4 separate regions of the Mus musculus genome follow, and all the other regions are linked to region 1. Evidence: chromatin contacts called from public HiChIP or PLAC-seq and promoter capture Hi-C data. All regions are on one chromosome and are shown on one strand. The core of a region is the stretch at or near the end of the contact, and the rest is flanking DNA. Distances in the headings are between cores, read along the strand shown.

Evidence for each region. Promoter capture Hi-C pulls out the DNA fragments that hold promoters and counts their contacts. HiChIP or PLAC-seq counts read pairs in DNA pulled down with a chosen protein or histone mark.
Region 2: an H3K27ac HiChIP or PLAC-seq map of embryonic stem cells shows a contact between it and region 1, with 3 times the contacts expected there. The contact joins the promoter of Srrt here to the promoter of Orai2 in region 1. A contact is called at or near these places in 1 of 39 promoter capture datasets (hippocampal neurons) and 1 of 115 datasets of contacts at active chromatin or transcription factors (embryonic stem cells).
Region 3: a promoter capture Hi-C map of pre-B cells shows a contact between it and region 1. The contact joins the promoter of Pcolce here to the promoter of Orai2 in region 1. A contact is called at or near these places in 2 of 39 promoter capture datasets (cranial neural crest and pre-B cells) and 1 of 115 datasets of contacts at active chromatin or transcription factors (pancreatic cancer cells).
Region 4: a contact with region 1 is called in a promoter capture Hi-C map of liver, with 4 times the contacts expected there. The contact joins the promoter of Ache here to the promoter of Orai2 in region 1. A contact is called at or near these places in 3 of 39 promoter capture datasets (hippocampal neurons and liver) and 1 of 115 datasets of contacts at active chromatin or transcription factors (pancreatic cancer cells).

What each region holds. Positions count from the first base shown.
Region 1 is chr5:136,166,170-136,172,169 of GRCm38.p6, reverse strand. It overlaps Orai2 (ORAI calcium release-activated calcium modulator 2), which reads left to right and starts at 1,514. Exons shown (of 3, transcript NM_178751.3): 1 at 1,514-1,632.
Region 2 is chr5:137,304,999-137,310,398 of GRCm38.p6, reverse strand. It overlaps Srrt (serrate RNA effector molecule homolog (Arabidopsis)), which reads left to right and starts at 2,725. Exons shown (of 20, transcript NM_031405.2): 1 at 2,725-2,975; 2 at 3,214-3,353. The coding sequence starts at 3,232. Trip6 (thyroid hormone receptor interactor 6) reads left to right here. Exons shown (of 9, transcript NM_011639.3): 8 at 1-114; 9 at 225-500. The coding sequence ends at 356. It also overlaps the pseudogene Gm43013.
Region 3 is chr5:137,607,886-137,613,739 of GRCm38.p6, reverse strand. It overlaps Pcolce (procollagen C-endopeptidase enhancer protein), which reads left to right and starts at 2,336. Exons shown (of 9, transcript NM_008788.2): 1 at 2,336-2,503; 2 at 3,235-3,343; 3 at 4,591-4,849; 4 at 5,661-5,785. The coding sequence starts at 2,412. Fbxo24 (F-box protein 24) reads left to right here. Exons shown (of 10, transcript NM_027708.1): 9 at 1-67; 10 at 621-1,235. The coding sequence ends at 983. Gm36266 (predicted gene, 36266) reads right to left here and starts at 1,034. Exons shown (of 2, transcript NR_165817.1): 1 at 810-1,034; 2 at 1-162.
Region 4 is chr5:137,284,522-137,289,646 of GRCm38.p6, reverse strand. Ache (acetylcholinesterase) reads right to left here and starts at 1,393. Exons shown (of 5, transcript NM_009599.4): 1 at 1,280-1,393. Gm42456 (a long non-coding RNA gene) reads left to right here and starts at 1,003. Exons shown (of 4, transcript XR_003955815.1): 1 at 1,003-1,082.

The sequences.
Region 1 (6,000 bases), core at 265-2,764:
CACCACCACCCCACTAAATAAATAAAATGTAGTTAATTTTTTTTTTTTTTAAGTAAAGGAAGTAACTTGCCAAGACCAACCAACTTCAGGCAGACAGCCCAGACAGCAATGCAGTGCCCTCAGGAGAGACTGCTCTGGACCTGAACCTTCTGGGTAACCCCTAGTCAGCTCCCTGGGATCCTAAGAGGGGGCAGGGGTTGTGGATCCTCCAACCTCCGACCCTCCTTCCAACAGGACAGATACCATGGCTTCCTCCCTTCTAAGGAGGAAGTGAGTCAAACAACAGTAAGGGCTGTTGCCTGTGTTTGGTTAGCAAAGCGGCTCCTAGGCAGACTGGTAATTACAGTTGGCATTTCATTTTTGCCCAGGCATGCCAGATAATTGTGCTGGCGGTGGAGGAACCTCAGTGCCTGGCGCTGGAAAGTCCTACTCCAAAGCTAAGCTTCCTAATAACCGCAAGAAGCAAAAACCCCTTGTTGAAAGAGTGTCATCCATGATGCAATGGCTGGAGTTTACCAAGTGTCTCCTTCCTGTTTTCGTTTACTCAAACTTCAGCTCTGCAGGCGCCAGGCAGTTGCCTTGAGAGTGCGTGGCTCCCGCAGGTTCAGACCCTCTTATGTAGGCACACGTGGAGCCTTATGATGGCCCACGCTGTCAGGAGGGGTCAGCGCCAGGAGGGAGGAGTTGCTTTCACCTATCCTAAGTGAATTGACTTGGCAACCCAAGCGGAAACTGCTAACAGTCACATCTATACACTCCCAGTTGTCAGGAAATTTGGATACGAGTGGAATTTTTCCTTCCTTTGGGTTAATGTGTCACAGTCTGATGCTTTTGCGACAGATGGAAAAATCCTATATAGAGCGTGCAAGCAGAAGCGTACCGGGCAAATAGGGAGCACTCTGAGGGGCCACGAGGCACCCACTGGGGCGCTGAGCGTATACTTAGTGTATACTTCCTGCAGAGCCGTTCCTGTTTGAGTTTCTCAGTTGTAAAACCTCAGTGTTCGCCAGGGCATGCCTCGCCGCAGCGTCCAAACGACCCTTCTCTGCCATCCATGAGGTGCCCAGAGCTCAGCAATGAGAACATGTCCCTTGCATTGTTTGGTTCTCACAGCCTTGCTGGAACCAAGAGCCACCTACCTGCGTGACCACAGTAGAATGGTGTCACTGCACAAGCTGAGAAAACCAGGATATAGCCAGGCTGAGCCTTTCTTGCACGCCTCTACCCACTCTGCAACACTCACACCCTGTCCCCACCTCTCTATGCTGCCCACGACAGATGCTGGGTATCCCCTAGTGTCACTCGCTAGGAGCAGCGCTCTCCCACGCCTGGACCCACCCACCTGGGTCCCACGAGGATGATAGCACTTTGTGAAGTGAAGACCCCTAGATCTTGTAGGAGGGGTCGGTCCCCAACCAGCTATTCAGGTCACGTGGTCCGCGGCAGGGCCCCACGGATGGGTCACGTGACGGCGGCGCAGTGTTGCCTAGGCAGCGGCTGCGGGCGGAAAGAGGGAGGGGGCCGGTCCTCCGCCCTGGCCCGGCCGCCGGGCCACCCGGCCGCGACACAGACGCTAGCCACGAGCCGGAGCCGTGAGCTGGAGCCAAGCGCGCTGAGGGCTGGACAGTCAGGGTGAGTGCTCGGCCGCGGGTGGGCCCGTCCATCCTTGTCTGGGGGGGGGGGGTGTCTGAAGGGGAACAGGAGAGGGTCCCCTCCTAGCTAAGGGGCGCGGGGAAATTGGATCAGGGACACTGGACAGGAGGAGATGGAGCTTCTCCCTGGGCAGGCATGGCGTGGAGAGGAAGGGACAGGCTGATGAGAGGCAGAGGGATGGCCTGGTGACCCCAATCCCTTGACTTCCTTGGTAGAGTGCAGTGTCAGAAGACTTGGATCGCGCGGGGCTGCCAGCTGATTCTCGGGTCCTGCAGTCGCAGGGACTTCCCTAGAGTATAGGACAGGGATGCAGGTGGCTGCTTTTGGCAGGCCACTGCCACCTCTCAGGCGCGTGGGTGACAAGACACAGTTCCCGTGCCCCAGATGTTTAGAGGAAGTTAAAACAGGCAGACTCCATAACCTGCTGCCTGAGACAGTTTCAAACAAACCTGGCAAGAGAAATGCTCGTCTAACAGCCTTGCCGTGGGTTGGCTTTTTTTTTTTTTTTTTAATTTTTTTTGTCAGACCTAATCTTTCTGCTGCTCCTCATTTTAATAATAATAATAATTTTTTTTTTAAAAAAAAGGTTCAGTCTGCCTAGCAATCTTAGAGTTGGTGGGTGCTATCTGACAGACTTATGGGCTCCATCTTGTCTCACCGCCCCCTCTGGCCTGAGCTTGGAATTTGTAGGCCAGACTCTGCTTCTCCCCATGGGGCAAGGGTTGGACCAAGATAGGCCCTCTGAGTATAAGGAATGGACTTGTGACAGAAGCTGGTGATGCCTGCCATCCTGGCACGCAGGAGATTAGGTGAGACAGTCCCAAGTTCCAAGCCACCCTGGGCTACACAGCAAGACCCTGTCTCAAAACAAACCCAAAAATAGAAAGGGGATCAGCGGGAGCTGTGGATGGAACCCCTAGAAAATCTGCCTAGCGTGCAGGAACCCTGGGTTCTAACCCCAGCACCATGCAAAGCAGGTGTGTGATCTCAGCCCTTGCAGCATCCAGAGTTCAAAGCTATGCTTGGTTATATTTTTGGTTGGAGGCTGACCTGGCCTACATAAGGCCCTATCTAAAATAGAAGGAAGGGCCGGGCGTGGTGGCGCACACCTTTAATCCCAGCACTTGGGAGGCAGAGGCAGGCAGATTTCTGAGTTCGAGGCCAGCCTGGTCTACAAAGTGAGTTCCAGAACAGCCAGGGCTACACAGAGAAACCCTGTCTCAAAAAAACAAAACCAAACAACTAAAATAGAAGGAAGGAAGGAAGGAAGGAAGGAAGGAAGGAAGGAAGGAGCTGGGTGGTAATGACAACTTGTAGGTAGTGTGGATGGATGGATGGATCTCTGAGTTTGGGATCACTCTGGTCACAGAACAAGTTCTAGGACAGGCAGAGCTCGGAAAAATGAAAAAAAAAAGAAAGAAAAGTAAAAAGAAAGAGATAAGAAATAAAGAAGAAAGGAAAGAAAGAAAGAAAAGGAAAGAGAATGAATTTGAGCCTCCTGGACTAATACAGGGGAAGGGTGTCTCATCTCCTTATAGGACCTGCAGGCCCAACACGATTGAGCGGGAGGCAGACAGCTCTCCACACCCACCCTAACCACTCGGAGCTATTTGCATATCCTCACTCAGCTGCACACTCGGACTGGAACGCAGGGGCTTGCCTCATTGCGGTCCCCCAGAAAATCCATCTTCTTCACATCATGAATCCTTTCCTTCCTTTGATCCCCTGGGTCTGGAGTCACAGACAGTCGTTTGCTACCATGTGGTTGCTGGGAATGGAACCTGGGTCCTCTGGAAGAGCAGCTAGTGGTCTAACCACTGAGCCCCCCGCCCCCCCCCCCACACAAGCCATCTCTCTAGATGAAAGGTAGTCTATCCCCAAGAGACTTGGCAATATCTGACTTCCAGTTGCAGTCTCCCATCATGCCCCTGTGCCCTGGCACTGCTGGAGAAAGTCCAAGAAAGTCCAGCATAGCCTTACTATTTAGCTCTGTGCTGCTGTCCCAGCCCCCCAGAGTCTTCTATCTCTTTGTCTTCAAGCAGTCAACCATCCTGCCCCATTCTCTGGAGGATGAGCGCCTTCCTGCACATGACTTCAGCTTCCTGCTTCTCAGAACCCTCTCTGTGGGCCACATCTTGTCTTGGATAAAGGGTCTGTTTTGGTTTTGTTTAAGATTTTATTTTTACTTGTGTGTGTGTGTTTGTGTTCATATGAGGGCGTGTGCACATGAGTGCAGGTACCATTGGAGGCCACAAGAGGGCAGCAGACCTTCTGGAGCTAGACTTACAAGAAGTTGTAAACTGTCTAACTTGGGTGCTGGACACCTAACTCTGGTCCTTTGTAAGAGTAGTAAATGATTTTACCCTCTGCGCCATCTTTTAGTATGCAAAGGGTCTGTCTAGGACATGTTGTCTTTTCTACCCATGTCCATATGCCCCAAAGTTGGGCTTGCTTGTGACAGGTAGCCCAGCCCTTCTGTTTCCACCTGACCATGGAGCAGGGAGCCAACCGGAGACGTATGTTTCTTGCTTATCTGGCTCCACTATTGGACACTGAGTTCTTTGGAGGCAGAGATTCTTTCTCTTGTGGGGTTTTGATCTGTATGGTTTTTCACCTCATCCTACATGAGCTGATCCTGGAAACCTGACTGGAGCAACAAGGGAATGAAGAAGGGAGAGACACACAGACACAGGTACAGGAAGGCTGGGATTAGGTGGGCCATGCCCACTGTGGTGGAGCAGTGCCAACTATACAGTAACCCAGAACCTCGGTGAGTTTATCATGTACAGTACAAGGAGAGCGGCTCACGGGGACGTCTCTCTGTAAGGGCGCAGCCACATGGACCTCACCCTAGGGAATTTCCCAAAGCTGCAGGACCTGGGAAATGGCTGGCTACCCCAATCTCTGTCCTCTGACACTGCACCCTAGCAAGTTGTCAAGGGATTGGGCTCACCTGGCCGCCACCTCCCAGGTTGCTTCACCCTGGAGGAGGAAGCTGCAGTTGCCAGTTTGTGCACTCTGCTCAATCCTGTATAAACACTCTCCTTGGACCAGAGAAAGCCTTTGCCTTGCCTCTGAGCTTCACCTGGCGGAAGGCTTTGCCAGTTCCCACGGGTCTGAGGCCTTGGCCCTTGTTAATAGAATAGACTTACTCCAGGATTCTGTGGCTCCCCATACTTTTTTGTTTGAGTTTGGGGGGCTGTTTGTTAGTTTGATTGTTTGTTGATTGGCAGGATTTCCTACAGTCTAGGCTGAGCTGGAATGTATAGCAGAAGATGGCTTTGAACTCCTAATCTTCCTTACTCCATCTAGTTTAATGCCATGCTGGGACTCCAACCTAAGGCTGTGTAAACCTTTTACCACTGAGCCACACCCCCAGCCTCTCCCTGGGGGATTCTAGGCAGGGGCTCTACCACTGAGCCACGCCCCAGCCCCTCCCTGGGGGATTCTAGGCAGGGGCTCTACCACTGAGCCACGCCCCAGCCCCTCTCTGAGGGATTCTAGGCAGGGGCTCTACCACTGAGCCACGTCCCCAGCCCCTCCTTTACTTTTGATGCCAAAGTATCCATGTGATTTTGAGAGCATCATGGGTATGAGGTAGTAAAGGGTTTTTTCACAGGGTTCTCTCTCTCTCTCTCTCTCCCATCTCCTACCCTCCCAACCCCCAGACTTCAGCCTTAGTCCTGTGCTGTATGAGTGGGAAGGAAAAGAAAAAAGTTCATTTCCAAATTGTGATATGTTCAGTCATTTGGAGCTAACTCATGGAGTGGTGAGAAGTTGCCTGAACCTTCTCCAAGGGAGCAGACATCCTTGAGGAAGTGATTGGTCACAGTCCTGCTGGCTGCAGGTGTGGGTGACATGTGACCCTAGTCCTCAAGTTTGCATTCCTATAAACAGACCCAAAAGCCTGGGATGTGACTCAGCCTGTCATCCCAGCACTCAGAGAGAGAGATGGACGGATGGATCAGTGTAGCGCTGTCTGATGTGGATGCTACACAGCAGGGTTCAGCCAGCCAGAGTTAGTGAGACCCTGTGTCTTACACATTGCACAGAAAGAACAATGTCAGGTAGCAGCGGCACACGCCTTTAATCCCAGGACTCAGGGGAAAGAGGCAGGTGCTTCGCTGATTCATGGCCAGCCTGGACTATAGAGCTAGTTCCAGAACAGCCAAGGCTACACACAGAGACCCTGTCTGGAAAAACAAACAAACACAAAGGAAGTAAAGGCATTGTTGTTAGTGGCTGTTCCCCAGAGGGACATGAACACAGAACGGTTCCTCAGGGACCCTTTTGTTGGCCAACGATAGCTGAGGTTTCTACAGCTTGCCTGAGAACAGGAGGAAGGCA
Region 2 (5,400 bases), core at 1,476-3,975, 1.1 Mb before region 1:
GCCCCACGATGCTCAGTGTGTGGTGGGGCCATCATGCCGGAACCAGGTCAGGAGGAGACGGTGAGAATTGTTGCTCTGGATCGAAGTTTCCACATCGGCTGTTACAAGTGTGAGGTGAGGGGGGGTCCCTGGGCAGGAGCGAGAGCTTTGCAGAGCCCGGGAAGCTGGGGGAAAAGCACTGTGGGAAAGTCCCAGGCTAATGAAGGTTTTGTTCTTTCTCACAGGAGTGTGGGCTGCTGCTGTCCTCTGAGGGAGAGTGTCAAGGCTGCTACCCGCTGGATGGGCACATCTTGTGCAAGGCTTGCAGCGCCTGGCGTATCCAAGAGCTCTCAGCCACTGTCACCACTGATTGTTGACTGCTCTGAGAAGTACCTGCTGGGATCTCAGCCCCCGTCCGTCCGTCCGTCACTTCCCCCAACATCTACCCTTAGTGTTTGCCATCAAATGCTGTCTTTTCTTCCTCTCTTCATGAAATAATAATCCCTGGAGCATTTAAAAGCACTTCCAAGTCTGTTCTTTATTGGAGTCTCACAGGATGAGGCTGGTGAAAGCTTGAACTCCAGCACTCAGGAGGCGGAGGCAGAGTGTGAGTTTGAGCCCAGCCTAGTTTACATACTAAGTTCCAGGACAGTGAGGGGCTACATAATGAGATCCTGCATATCTTTTATTAACTCTCATCCTGTACTATTGTTGTTGTTACATAAATTAACCTGTTTACTGTAGGCTAGGGATGTCTCAGATGATTGGATTTCTGCTGGTCTTTCAAGTCCTTCAGACTTCTGATGCCAGATACAACAGCAGAAGTGGTGTCGCAGATCTGGGCTGCACCAGCCACCACAGTGCCAGATGCCAGTGGCCTGTTTTCTTCATCTTGGTCTTGCTCCAGAAGGAACAAATATACCTGGTGTGCTCATCGATTTCAATTTTCCATGCCATTCTCCAGAGGGAGGCATCATCTCGGATCCTATGTTTACTTACGATGCTGACCTGCTCGGTGCATTTAGCCACAGTGCCGTGACATAGGCCAAATGTCAAACAGAGGTAGTTCTCTAAAGGACAAACTGTAAAGTATCCCAGGCTACCCTTGGTTTGAAACATTGCTAGATAGCTGAGGCTGTTCTCGAACCCGGGATCCCTCTGCCCTCATTTCTGCAGTGCTGGGGCTGCAGGAATGTGACACTGCACATGGCTACTTTTCTTGTGGGGGATGGAGGGTGCTGGGGATGGGCCAGAGACTCATATATGCTAAGCACATGCCCACCTGCTGAACAGCACCTTCAGTCTCCCTCTCTCCTTTCTTAGCTTATTTCTTCCTAAACCCAGGTCCTGTCATACGGTAGGCAAGCATTCTATCATTGAGCTGTACGACTCTCATTGCTTCCCTCCTCTTCCTCCTCTACTTCTTTCTTGAGACGGGGCCTTCTTTCTCTGTGTAGCCCTGCCTGGCTGGCCTGGAACTCCCTTTGTAGACTAGGTTGGCCTCCAACTCAGAGATCTGCCTGCCTCTGCCACCAGAGTGCTGGGATTAGAGGTGAGCGCCACCATGCTCCCATCTTCTTGAATTACGTGTGTATGAGCTGGTTGCAAGACTTAAATCCCAGTACTCAGGAGGCAGAGACAGGAAGATCTCTCAGTCTGAGGCCAACCTAGTCTACAAGGGGAGTTCCAGGCCAGCCATGGGGTACACAGAAACCTTGTTTTGGAACAAAATGATGAGTATATGTATCTGTGTATCAGTGTGTGGGTGTGTGTGCATCTGAGTGCAGTGCCCTTGCAGACCAGAAGAGGTGTCAGTTCCCTAGGCACTGGAGTTAACAGTCTGTGAGCAGCCAGCCACATGGGAGCTGGGACTCCAACTCTGATTTTCTGCAAGACCAGGAAGTGCTCTTACACACTGGACCGGCCTCTTTGGAAAATGTTTTTGAGAAAGGGTTTTAGAAAATTGTCAAGGCTGGCTTTGAACTCATTTTGCAACCCCTGAATTTGATTCTGCTTTGACTTACTGAGTAACTCGGGTTACGCCTGTGCCAACGTAACTGTCTGCTAAGTTTTTAAAATGCCCCCTTGTAAATACACCTTATTAGATGCTGGGATTTTTCATTCTTTTCTGGGAGCAAGACAGTGGCATGCTCCCTTGTTTAGCTTAGTATTCTATTCATGGAAAAGGGCTTACTGTTATCTTAGGGATTTCAACTGGAAACTAGTGGATCCTGGTGGTTGTTTCCAGACTGCAATGTAAAGACTCCCATTAAAGAACTGGGCATTAAGATCGAGGTTTACACTTTTGCATGAGTATTAGGCTCCTCTGTCCAAGACAAGCAGGAAGAACGCATTTTATAAGTAGCACATACTGTATTTTTTTGCAGGAGAAAATGGTGGGAGGAGATGCCTCTAAAATGGTTGCTTCTATGAATTATTCCCTAGACATCCATCGTCCCCAAACCCCTCGATAGCAAATCCGCCCTTGAGGAGGTCAAGAGGTGCCCCAGCCCAGGGCTATTGCAAAGCAACCTTTGGATGCAAACTAGCTCCTACCCAGGATACCTTACGGGAGTGACACTTAACTTCTCCAGTGCCCTCCTTTTCAAGTAGGCACGAGCACGTTCAGAAGGCCTGGCTTGGCCCAGCTCAACTTCCGTAGCTCCGAGAAGCTGGGGCGATTTTGTCGCAAAACCACGCGAGACTTCCGCGTCTCCACCCTCTTCCCGTCATTCTTTTAATCTCGGAGTTTTAGTTTGGTCCGGGGGTCTTGTTTTGTAGTTGGAGGCCGAGCTCCGGGAGTGACGTAGGACGCGCGCGCGCCTCCTTGCCCCCCCCCCCCCCCCGCGGTCCCGCTCTTCTCTTCCCCTTCGTCTCCGGGCTGAGAATCCCAGCGTCTCCTTCCAACCCTCTTTGTGGTCCATTGTCGCTCGTTCCGGTCCGCCCGGAAAACAAGCCCGCCGGCGCGCGCTTCCAACGGCCCCGACCGCTGCCAGGTGGGGGAGGGGAAGGAAAGGCCCGGGCGGCGGGATTGCGAGGAGAGGACCGTGCCCGGGGGCTTCGGGGGTGGACGAGGGGGAATCCGTGGGGACAGTGAAACTGTCGGAGCGATCGCCCTGCCCGGGATGGCAGGCCGGCCTCGGCGGGAGGGAGGCGGGCGTGCTGTCCCCGGGGGATTGTCCCTCCTCTGGTCCTTGTTCATCATCACCGTGTCTACCCGCCGCCGGGCCCCAGGCCTCCTCTGACAGCACCATGGGTGACAGTGATGATGAATACGACCGAAGACGCAGGGACAAATTTCGAAGAGAGCGCAGCGATTATGACCGTTCCCGGGAAAGGGATGAAAGACGGCGAGGGGACGATTGGAATGACCGGTGAGACAGTATTAACGTCCATACCCCGCCCCGTACAACCCTTCCGCGCCACAATTTTTCTTTTCGTTTCCTTTTTTGTCTTTACCTTACAAAATCTTATTAGGATGCAGTTTACCGTTGAGCCATTTCTGTAGTTTCAGTCTATTCACCGTTGGCTCAGATTTTGAGCTTTTAACCAAAGTGACGGTCAGTATTAGTGCTGGACAGGAGCTCCGCACAGCTGGTTGGACTGCATCTTCCGTGCAGGCTACATAGGGAGACACAATCTCAAATCCAAATATTAAGAAAGCACAAACTGACCAAAGTGAGATTGGCCCGAAACTCTTTAGGTAGCTCAAGATGACATTAAACTTCTGAATTAAGGAAGTATTCTACCACATCCTGTTTAAGAGTTTTTTGAAAGGATTTTTAAAACAGGTAATTGAGATAAGAAATGTGCAAGTGCATTTCTTCTTTTATATAATAAAACGTTCATGGGGGTTTGCTTACATTATGTCTATGCACCTCATTCGTTCCTGGTGCCCGAGGAGGCCAACAGAAGGCTTTAGATCCTCTGGGAAATGGGCAGGAAAGATGGTTGTGAATTGCTTTGTGGGTGCTGGGACTCAAAGCCTAGTCCTCCGCAAGAGGAGCCAACCAAGAGTGGTTAAAAGGAGTGCATTTAACTACTGAGCCAGCTCTCTACCTCTCTTCCTTTTTAAATCCAGAGGTGAAGTAAAAACAACAAAAACAAAGCCAGTTTAGTGAGTTAAGCGCCATAGCTCAACTTGAAAACAGATTTCTTTATTTTTAAAGATTTATTTGTTTGAGTGCTCAATTTGCATGTACATCTGCATGACAGAATAGGGCATCTGGTCCCTGTAGTTGTTGCTGGGATTTGAACTCATGACCTGGATAAGCAGCCAGTGCTCTTAACTGCTGAGTCATCTCTCAGTTTCTTTAGAGGGATTTGAAATGACTTTGAGATAGAATTTAAGAGGTTGAGACCAGCCAGGGCTACATGGTGAGACTCCCTTTCACGAAACAAGTATGAAATGAAGGGAAAGCCTGGAAAAGAGGAAGCCTAGTGTGGGTGTGATTGTGAGAGTGTGTGGATGGTATATGCAAATGAGTGTGATTTATGGGGCCTACAGCTAGAGGAACAAGCATCTGTGAGTGGCTTGCCACGTGTGCTAAGAGGAGCCGCACATGGGTCCCTTGTAGGATTAGCAAGAACCCTTAACCACTGAGTCAGTTCTCCAGCACGTTATCAAAAATTAATTATTTAGCTTTTGGTATGTTTTTTGAGACAGAGTTTCTCTGTACAGCCTTGACTGTCCTGGAACTCACTCTGTAGACCAGACTGGCCTCGAACTCAAGAGATCTACCTGCCTCTGCCTCTGCCTCTGCCTCCCGAGTGCTGGGGTTAAAGGTGTGCGGCACTGTGGTTTTTGTTTTTTTAATGTATAAGTGTTTTGCCTACGTGATTTCTGTGCACCACATTCATGCTGTGCCTGATAGCTGTAGGAAGCCAGAACAGTGTTGTATCCTTAGAGCTGGAACTGACAGAAGGATGTGAGCTGCTGTGTGGCTCCTAGGAGCCGAGCCTTGCTTCTTTGAACTCTGAGAGCCATCTCTCTTAGCCCCCTTGCCCTTTAGGTTTTGAGAAAGGGCCTCACGTAGAATAAGCTGACCTGGAACATAACACTCCTGCCTTAAGCCTCTTCAGGGCTGGAAATAGAAGGGTGAGCCACCATGCCCAGCTCACCTTAGTGCTTCTTTAAGAAAAAAGAAAATCAAATTTGCTTTTCTGAGTCTGAAGCTAGATGAAGTCTTTCAGAGGTCAAAGTGGCTTTGGTTACATGTCACAAGTAGGCATGATCATTGCAAAGGAACTTAAGTTCTGAGGAGCAGAAGATGGCCATCTATGTAGTGCTTTGGAGAGCCACAGGAAAGAGACACTTAGCTGGATTTCTAGGGAATTCCCTAGACACAGGTGCTGTGAACAGCTTGCGGTCAGTAAGCACAACACAGTTGAGACAGGAGCACGTGCTCTTGGTTGATGTAG
Region 3 (5,854 bases), core at 1,087-3,586, 1.4 Mb before region 1:
TGGGGCCGGAGGCCGTCTTCCTGGCTGGCCCAAGGGGAGCGCCTCCTTCGTCAAGCTGCACATCAAGGTCAGAGCAGGGTCGGGCAAGCAGGCAGGCCTCAGGGAGGGTAGAACACTAGAGCCAGGTGGACCACGGGACTTAACCTCCCTTCTCTCCAAAGTCTTTAAAAGAATTGTGGGAAGGGAGTTATGCCACAGTATGCCAGTGGAGGACAGGGGACAACCCGTAAGATTTAGTTCTTTCACTGCTTCATATTGGGCACCAAGCATGGCCCCAGTTGATTCTCACTGTGGAGCCCAGGCTGGTCTTAACCTCTAGCTTTTCCTGGCTTTCCTGTGTCCCCATCCCCAGCAGATAGCTGTGACCCCTGTAAGGGATCCATTGGTTCCATCTCCCCTGTACTGCGAAGTCTCCCTTCTTGCACCACACTTCTCGCCGCTTTCTCCTTAGCTGACCCCATGGCTCTATCCAAGTTCACATGGGTCCTGGAACATAGCAAGCTGAAGCTCACTTGCTGGCCAGGGCCTGTCTGAGAGGGGTCAGCACAGCATCAGGGTTAAGTCGGCTTCCTGGAAGCAGTGTTAAGCCTCCCTCAGCTCCACCCGTTCTCTCCTCTAAGGTCCCTTTGTGTGCCTGCTCCCTCTGCTCCACCAGAGAGTGTCTCTATATGCTGTCCAGCCACGACATCGAACAGTGCCCTGTCTATCGAGACCTGCCAGCCAGCAGGGTGGGGGGGAGCCCTGAACCTAGCCAGGGGGCTGGAGCCCCCCAAGACCCTGGGGGAACAGCCCAGGCCTGTGAGGAGTACCTCAGCCAGATCCACAGTTGCCCCACGTTGCAGGACCGAATGGAGAAGATGAAGGAGATTGTGGGCTGGATGCCCTTGATGGCTGCCCAGAAAGATTTCTTCTGGGAGGCACTGGACATGTTGCAGAGGGCTGCTGGAGGGGCTGGCCCAGACACCTCGACTCCCGAGAGCTGAACCCCTCTTCTTAGCCTTTCCTCCTGAAGGAAGTCGAGCCGTGGGCTAGAGCTGAGAAGAGATGGAGTGTCAGAGAACACTGTGTGTACATGGGTGGGGGGTGGGGGTGGGGCTGTGGGGAGCAGTGCTGCGTATTCGAGGGGAGAGGAGGGACCTCTTTTATAAATGTGCAGGGGCCTGCCCTGGAGGAGCCCCTAACCTGACTATCATGAGCGAGAAATTTGATGGACAGTAGAATAAAAGGCTAAAGCCAAGCCTGTTTTGAAACCCTGGGGCCTCATGGAGGGGTGGCCTGGGATGGAGGGAGGCCTGGCTGGTGAGGGGGTGGGGGGAGACAGAAAGAGCCCAAGCTGTTGTCTTACTGAGGAAGTGCCAGCACCCCCAGCTAACCTTCCCCTTCTCACTCCAGAAGCCCCACTTTGTGATGTGGAGGTCAGGCCTGGGCTTGTGAAGTAACTCGGACGACAGACACACCTTACTTCCCACTTTGAAACCTCTGTTGGGTCTGTTGGTTTTGTTTGTGACAGAGCCTCACTGTGTGGCCCAGGCTGACCTCTTTAATCATGCTCACGCTGACTCCATTTCCAGAGAGCTAGGATTTCAGGTGTGCCTCCATCATACCTGCACCAAACCTGCAATCTGATCGTCACTTCTAGGGTACCTCACCCCTAGCCCACAGTCCCGTGGAATCAGCATCCCGTCCTCTTCTGTCTCCCATCTTTTCCCTTACTTTTTGCTCCGTCCCCTCTTTGCCCAGGGACAGGGACACTCCACACCCCCCCCCCCCTTAACCCTTCTGTACCTTAAAATAGTTGGAAGAGAAAATAAGGAGTCAGAAAGCCACTTTGCTTGGCCTGATCTGGTCCAGTGTTAAGGGGAGGTCCTAAGTATGTGCAGAAGCTCCTGGGGAAGGGGGTGCAGGCCTGTAATCCCAGCACGTGGGAAGCTGAGGCAGAAAGATCGAAAGCTCCGACTAGCCAGTGCGTCATGGCAAGCCTGTCTTAAGCAACAAGAACTATCTGGAAGTGTGCAGTGGGACAGTGGGTAGCCAAGAGACTTGGGGACATCCCCTCTAGATGCCGAGAAAGCAACAGGTGAAGAAGGGTCCAGCCTGCACCTGAAAGTCTCCAGCAAATGCCAGGTCCCCAGGCAAAGGACAGAGGGCAGTGGCATATGACTAGATGTGTTCCCAGCATTCTCTGGTCAATTAATATATGTCCAAGACCTAGAGAGGCCTCTGAAGGGACTCAAGCACTGTCCCAGCTGTCTCCCCGTCCCGCCTCCCCTGCTGCCCGCCCAGTTGGCCAGTCCCCACGCCCACACACCCGGGGCTGCTTCATCTGGTCCTGATTATCCTGCTGCTGCTGCTGCTGCTGCTGCTGCTGCTGCTGAACTCAGCTGCTGCTTCCAGCACTTCCCCCCTACACAATGCTGCCTGCTGCCCTAACCTCCTTTCTGGGGCCATTCCTTTTGGCCTGGGTGCTGCCTCTTGCCCGAGGCCAGACCCCCAACTACACGAGGTAGGTCTCATATCTTTCAGATGGCTTCCACAGGAAGCTTCAGAATGCTTGTGAGTCCTGGGAGGGCTGTGCCTGTGGGTCTTGCAAGCTCTTCTGCTAGCAAATCCCTTTTCCTCTTCAGATTCATATCCTCCCTGTCTGCTGCAAGGCCACACTGGTCTGTAACTTCCACTGTTCCCACTCCTTCACTACTGTTCTTCTGCCCTCTGCCCCTCCATGGAGCTTGAACCCAGAAAGCCAAGACCTTGACCTTGTCTGTTAGCTGACATTCAGGAACTGAGATTGGGGGAAGGGTAGCAAGCAGAAAGTCAGGTACTGGTCCTTAGCCAGGAGCATGGCAGCAGGGCGAAGGTGGGAGCCCCTAGCTGTGTGTCCACTGTTGCTCTCCTCAATTCTCTTGCCCCCTCCCCCTCGTGGCCTCGTGGCTTGTCACATCTGGAAGTAGTTAGGCGGCTCCTGTCCTTGACTGCCAGGCAGGACAGGGAGGGGGGGTAGAGGAGGTTAGGGGGACTGAGAAGGATTCCCGGAATTCCTGGCAGCGTGGGGGTGGAGCCTCTAGGGGATGGAGAGACGGGGCGGTTGCCTAGCCCCACTTTCCGTGGTCCTTGGACTGGAGTCTCCAGTCCACAGGCTGGGGCTTCTCCAACACCATCTTCCCATATTGCCGTGGCTTGCCCTTCTCACGAACCATCAATGCAGGGGTTCTGCCTGACACCTCCTCTGTCCTCCAGACCTGTGTTCCTGTGCGGAGGGGACGTGACCGGGGAGTCAGGTTACGTGGCAAGTGAGGGTTTCCCCAACCTCTACCCCCCAAACAAGAAGTGCATCTGGACAATTACGGTGAGAAGGCCCCTCTGGTCCCCATTGCTCTTCATCAGTCTCCCAAGCCAAACCTTGACAGCCCAGGGACACCGTCCCCACCACCAGGCATCACCTCTGGGAAACCCTCTTTTCCTCTTTGGTCCAAGGGCGTCAGGCCCCATGGTAACATGCTCTGAAGTACCTCCAACCTTCCTCCTCTTGGTCCAATCCCACTACTGGGAACTGAGCCCTGGGACTTTGGCATACTAGGCCAGAACTCTACCACTGAGGTCCATCTCTTTTATTCATTTAGGTTTGTTTTTGTGGTTTGTTTGTTTGTTTGCTTGGTTTTGGTTTTTCGAGACAGGGTTTCTCTGTGTAGCCCTGGCTGTCCTGGAACTCACTCTGTAGACCAGGCTGGCCTCGAACTCAGAAATTCAACTGCCTCTGCCTCCCAAGTGCTGGGATTAAAGGCGTGCGCCACCACGCCCGGCCCTGGTGGTTGTTTTTAATGTGTTTGTCGGGCATGAGTTTGCACACGCATGCATGCATGTATGCAGAGGTCAGAGCAGGTGTTCCAGAGTTGTGCTTTTCTCCACCCTATTTCCTTGAGACAAAGCCTCTCACTAAATCTAAAGCTAGTATGAGAGCCAGCAAGCCCCAGTGACCCTCCTGTCTGCCTCCCAGTAGGGTTAGGGTTCAAGGCATATGTGTGGAGACTTCAATGAGGCCTTTTATGTGGGTTCTGGGGGATTTGAGCTTGAATAAGCACTTTTACCCACTGGGCCATCTCCCTAGATCGCTTCCCCTTTTATTTTTGAAACATGGTCTCTGTAAATTATGGGTCTTGGCATTTATGGTCCTCCTGCCTCTGTTTCCCAAATAGCTGGGATCCCAGGCACACACCACCACTTCTGGAGCTGAGCCCTAAGTTTTTGGAGGCAGGATCTCACTGTGTAGCTTAGGTTGGCCTTGAACTTTGAGGCAATCCTATCAGCACAACAAACCCTGGAATCACAGGTGTGAGCTGCCAAGCCTAGTTTAAGCCTTAGATTTTTATGGAAAAAAAAAAACGCTGAGACTCCATCCTTAATTCGCTCCTGTTTTCTCCCTCCAGAGACCACAAGGCAGGAGCAGAGCCCAGGCCCTGTGTGTTGCATTGGCCAGGGGTCCTTTCCAGTTATGGCTATTTCTCTGCCTAGGAAGTACTTGGGGGAGGGGGCGATGCCCACGGTCAGGGTTGTTTGGGGCCTGATTTTGCGGGACCCCCATTCCCCTTTTTTCAGGTGCCCGAGGGCCAGACTGTGTCCCTGTCCTTCCGAGTCTTCGATATGGAGCTCCACCCTTCCTGCCGCTACGATGCTCTGGAGGTCTTTGCTGGCTCTGGCACCTCAGGCCAGCGACTTGGACGCTTCTGCGGCACCTTCAGGCCTGCACCTGTAGTCGCACCTGGCAACCAAGTGACTTTAAGGATGACAACTGACGAGGGCACCGGGGGACGAGGCTTCCTGCTCTGGTACAGCGGCCGGGCCACTTCGGGCACTGGTGAGTATCTTCGCCTCCTCTTTCCCCTCTCCTGACCCCACCCCGGTTCAGGTCCCCACCCCTGCCCTAACTTTGATCCTCCCCAGATTCCTCCCAAGAGTTAGGGCCACCACTACTCCCTTTCTTCTCACTAACCGCCCCTTCAGTCCCTCCTCCCGGTCTTCTCTCCCCCTCCCGCTCCCACCTACCCCTCTTCCAGGGCCTCCCCCAGGTGCGAGGCGGAAATGGGTCATGGACCCGCGGGTGGAATGGGCGGCCTGGGGTTACTGGGACGGTGAGTAACTGCCCGCCCCCCTCCGCAATCGGGCTCCTCTGACAGGAGTAAGGGGGCACCTTGAAGCTGGGGGACAAGGATTCCCTCACCGGAGCCCCCTATACCCAGCTCTGGGATCCCGATTGCGGTCCCATCACCCCCTCCCGGCAGCACAAGTCTCTCTGGAAATGTTTCAGGCTGAGACCTCAACAGAGGGGAGGGCACCCTCACCACGTGAGAGCTCTCTAGCCTGCTGAAGAGGATTCTTCTGCTCGGCCGGGATGGAGAGATGGGATCTCCTAGGGGAAGAGGCGTGGTGTGGCGGTGGGCTGGGGAGGGGCCAGGAGGGATCCATTCATCTTCTCCTCTCTGTTGGCCATCCCAGTCCCATATTCCCAGGCGTTTGGTAACCCGCTCTTTCTACTGTTTCCCCTTGTGTCCCCTCATCTTGAGACCCAGACTTCCTAGCGGCCTGCCAGAGCTCCCAGTCTAGAGCTCTCTCCTAGCTGACAGAGGGTCTCTACCGCCCCCCACCCCGTCCCTCTCTCCCTTTCTCAGAGCACCAGTTTTGTGGGGGGCGGATGGAGAAGGCGCAGGGAACCTTGACCACGCCCAACTGGCCTGAGTCGGATTACCCACCAGGCATCAGCTGTTCCTGGCACATCATTGCACCCTCAAACCAGGTACTGACCTTCTTGCCTAGGCTGCCCACTAGGTGCCCAGGCAACATCCTTAAAAGCACACGGACAGCA
Region 4 (5,125 bases), core at 144-2,643, 1.1 Mb before region 1:
TCATGGACGGACGGGTGTGGCCCCTTCGGGAGCTTGCAAGTTATAAGAAAGCACAGCCCAAGCCTCTCCTGGGTTAGCCAAAGCCTTCTGGGGAGTGGGTTGGGCATTCAAGGTATCGGGAGTCCCAGGTTCTGAAGGCATCTTGGAATCTTGTCCAGTCGACACCTTGCCCCACCCTGCTCCGCCTCTCTTCTTTCTGGTACGGCCGGTTGGTACCCGTTTGCTTTACATCAACCGCACCCCTCTCGCCTGACTCCAGCCAACTGTCTCACTCGCCCCTTGTGGGGCTCACCAGAACTCAAGCCCCTATTGCATCCCCATATTGCAATGCCCTCCACTGCCAACCGGGAGCAGTAGAGACCAAGAAGAGGCCAGAGCTCCCCGCCCGAGCCTTGGTGTGGGGGTATCTGGAGAATCGTGAGCATCGCAGAGGGGGTTGAAGGGCGAGCCAGGACGTCTGTGTTCCGGGAGCTCCGGAGATCCCCGTAGCAAAGGCAGGGGCGCTATTTTGGGGGCAACAGCTGCTGTAGTTCCGGCGTCTCCAGCCAAGAGATCAAAATTCCCCGGGTCGGAACTACCCCCTCCGGGTGTTCACCCATCACCCAGCCAGTTCTGGTCGCCTGGATCTGGGGATAGTGGCGTTGTTGGAGATTAACCAGGAAACCCGAGTGGGGCTAATTATAACTCGGGGCTTCCGCTGAGCCTCCTTTTAGAGGGAGGGTGGGAGGGTGAGAGGGAGGGAGGGAGGGAGGGAGGGAAAGAGAGAGACAGAGACACATAGAGAGAGACAGAGTCAGAGAGAGAGAGAGAGAGAGAGAGAGAGAGAGAGAGAGAGAGAGAGAGCGCAGGAGGGGTCCTGGAGCTGGCAAGGGGCTCAGCTGGGTAGGGACGTTGGGGTCGCGGCCCTCGGGATGGGGGGTGGTGCATTCGGGATGTCAGTAACCTGCGCAGTTTGGGCTCCGCCCCAAACAGGGGGCGTCTTCCAGTGTCCCCAGACTTTGAAGAGAGTGGGGAAGGGGCCTTCAGGGGGTCCCTGCAGGAAGGGAGCGCAGAGGCAGCGGCCGGCCCAGCGAGCATCATCAGTAAGTATGCAGCGGCTAGCGGGAGTTTCAGAGGAGTGCGAGGCAGTGGAGGGGCCCCTCTAGGCAGGCCCCACGGGGCAGGAGGTGCAGTAGGAGCTCTGTTGGGGGGCTTCGATCGTTCCAGGATCGCACGTTTCCCCCGGGATGCGGATTGGTCCCGACTCGGTGGAGGGTCCTGGGTGGGTTGGGAGACTCACCTGAGGCGGCCAAGCCGGGCCGGGTCGGGCCGCGCCGGGAGCTGGAGGCGGCCAATGTTCCCCGGCGCAGGCTGAGCCGACAGTGACAGCCGCCTCCGGCCCCCCGCACACACCCCTCCGGGCCGCACGGCGCCCCCGCCCGCCCACTGTCTCCGCCCCCGCCCCTCCCCGCTCCCCCGGGCTGCCACCTCCCCTCCTCCCTCCCTTCAAGCCCCGAGACCCCGGGGAGCGGGAGCCCAGACACACTCCAGTGGTAGATTCAGACAGACCGACAGACCCGCAGACCCGCAGCGGCGGGGCAGACACCCACGTGACAGACGGACCGCAGCCTGCGGAGACACCAGACACCGTTCACGCAGGCGACAGTCTCCTGCGGTGACAAGTCACAGACAGACCGGTCGCCTTTCACGGACGGAAGGACACACTGACAGCTCTAATCCAGAAAGATCAGAGGCCTAATATTTGGCATCTGTAACCAGGACAAAGCTTGGGGCAGGGTAATAAGAGAAGAGACACGAGAAAGCCTGACTGAGGACCCCCTTCAGCTGACACTGGTAGAAAAGATGACGTGGGACATCTCTGTGGAGACGAAAGAACACCTGTAGGAACAAATAACAGAAACACAGGCTCTCCCTTATAGGAAAAGACCCCTGTGGGCAAGAAGAGGTGACACGGGGACAGCTGAGAAGCCAGACCACATAGTGGCAAGCAGAAGGCTGTGGGGAGATGCTACAATGCACTCTGCTGCAGCTCTGGAAACTTCCGGAACCCCCGAGGGTGGGCTTGAGCTAATTCCCCTGACCGGTGACCTCCGGCTGTCATCACAAGGGTCCGGCTGGTCCATGACATCACCGGGCCAAGCTTTCATTGGTTGTTGTGGCTAGCAGGTGGGAGCGGCCTACACTTGGAGCCCCCAGCCTGTTTGGGAGTCCCTTAGACCACACGCCCAGCCTTCTAGGGAGTCTCCCACCTAGCTGCACCTTAGTGACTGTGGGAAGTGTGCAGTTTTGTGCCCACGCGAGATCACTACATGAAAGAGACAACTGGCTCACGGGGTGGGTGGGGGCATCTGGCTCTGGAGCCTGCGGGCCGCTGCTGCGTGGGCGACTGGCCTGCACGCGAGAGCGTGGGGACGTGCGTGCGCGCACGCGATATGGGGCGCTGCGTGGATCTATGGGGGGTAGGGGGACACGTGCACGCATGCTCGCTGTGGACGCCGGGAGCTTTCCCTCGAGCCCCAGACACTCATCACTCATCAGTCACTTCCTCCGAGCAAGGGGCAAAGGCGCGCTGTCTTGCAAAAGGCTGGTCCCCAGAAGATACCAGCGCAGAGTCCAACCTCTCCCAGATATGCGATTTTCATCTCTCCAAACTGCGACATCCCCCCCGCCCCCCCCCCCCGCCCTCCAACCCTCCTGTCCCTGGAGAACCTGGCCACTGCATGCCGGGAAACTCATCTGCAGTCCAGCTCACTCGCGACGGGTCCGTGCTGACTATCGCCAGGTGGCGCCAGAGGCTGTCATTCGGACCTTGAGGACTGGGGTGGGACCAACCCTTGATTGTCTCTTTCCTGGTGTCTCTGGAAAGAGGAACAGACAGGGTGTGTGTTACTGTTGCTGTGGGAGAGAAAGAGTCTGACGCCGCTTCTGAGCATGGTAACGCCAGATTATTAAAACCGTGAAGGGAAATGAGGGAATGAGTGAGGCCAGTCCTGCCCAGTCTTGAAGCTCAGCGCCTTTAGCCTATAAACAGGGTCCAGTTAGTGACAGTATCTTGTTCCTTATCCAGTTGTTCCAAAAACAGGTGATGCTGGGCAATTTATCTCTTGACCTTTGTAACTATGAGTTTGTCTCACTGAAAGAAAGATCCTGGGACAAGAATAAACTGTCGATGGGCCTCAGGTTTACCATAAATCCATAATAGCTTAGACAGCTTAGTAAGCAAAAGGGCAGGAAGAGGTTTGTAAGATGATCCAGTCAACCAAGACGTTTGTCGCCGAACATACTTAGGACCCACGTGGTGGAAGGAGAGAACCAACTCCCTGAAATGTGTCCTCTGACCTCGGGATGTACCCTACCCTCCATAAATAAGTGCAAGAAGTGGAGGAGGAGAAAGAGGAGGGCGAGGAAGAGGAGGGGGAAGAGGAGGGAGAGGGAGAGGGAGAGGAGGAAGAAGAAACAACTCTGAAGACAGCCATGTGAGATTACACTTGACATCAAGTATCAGTTGCTTTTAAGGAACCTGGTGCTACCTTTCACAGTATCCTGCTTTACCATCTTCAGAAAGTGACTTCCAACAACATACGGTGTAACAAGGCTCCTGGAGTGTCAGCCATCAGTCACATCTGCACCCTCCAAGACAGGATAAATGATGTTCTTGCTCTGTTTAAGGCCATTTCCTGGAAACTGACACACAACTCTTGAGTTTCCATCCTACTGGCCAAGGTGTATTTCTAAGGTGTTGTTTGCTATGAATGCGGTCCAAAAAGGTTGTCTGTGTTTTGATGTCTGGACTGATCTAAAATTTGACTGTATATATATATTTTTTAAAGATTTATTTATTATTATATCTAAGTACACTGTAGCTGGCTTCAGATGCACCAGAAGAGGGCGTCAGATCTCATTATGGGTGGTTGTGAGCCACCATGTGGTTGCTAGGATTTGAACTCAGGACCTCTGGAAGAGCAGTCAGTGCTCTTACCCGCTGAGCCATCTCTCCAGCCCAAATTTGACTGTATTTAAAACATTTTAATTGCATTTGATAGATTTATCTTTTGTGAATATGTGTAGAGGTCAGAAGACAATTTGTGGAAATCAACTCCCTCTATCACATGGGTCCACAGATCTCGGTAGCAAGCCCCTTTACCCACTAAGCCTTCTTGTCTTTCCCTTGGCTGTTTTAATGATAGGAACAAGGAAGACTGGATCCTAAAGAACATTACCAATTTGCTAAATGCTAAATGACACCTTCCTTTGTTTTTGTCATCGCAGCTCTTAAACACATCCAAATCTTCGGATTCCAAAGATGCCCTCATTTCTTTCACAAAACCCGCATCCCAAGTGCTCCCTTCCCCTAACTGGTGCTCTAGAATTTGCATGAGTTCTCATGCCATGCCTGAGTTGTCCACTGGAGGGCGCTGTTTGAGATATGGGATCCTGTTGAAGGAGAAACATTCATAATGTCTACTAGAGGGCACTGCTTGGGACTTTAAAGGCCATTAGAGAAGGCGCATCTAGAGTGGAAGTCTTTGAGGGCACTGTGAAGTGGGAGAGGTGTAGGACAAGGGGTCCTAAACAGGGAATTTCTGCTCTGGGTACTGGTTCCTGACCTAGGTTCTTCCAGTGCAGGACCAGAGGGCTCGGTTCTGGTCAGCTTAATCTTAGGTTTGTTCGACTGGGTCTCTGAAATAGCCATTGAGTGACTCCACTGAATCTAGGTTGTAGCTCTTCAAGAGTGGGGAACCCGAGGCTAGGCAAAGCACGTTCCTTTTTCTTTTTTTTCTTTTCTTTCTTTCTTTCTTTCTTTCTTTCTTTCTTTCTTTCTTTCTTTCTTTTTTAATATTTATTTATTTGTTATATGTAAGTACACTGTAGCTGTCTTCAGAAGAAGACAGCATCAGAAGAGGGCATCAGATTTTGTTACGGATGGTTGTGAGCCAACTCAGAACCTTTGGAAGAGCAGTCGGTGCTCTTAACCTCTGAGCCATTTCACCAGCCCCACATTCCTTTTCCTGCTCATTGTTTTCTATGTCCCTTACTTAAGATTGTCCTAAAATTCAAGGGTAGGGGCGTGGCTTAGTGGTAGAGCCCCTGCCTAGAATCCCCCAGGGAGGGGCTGGGGGCGTGG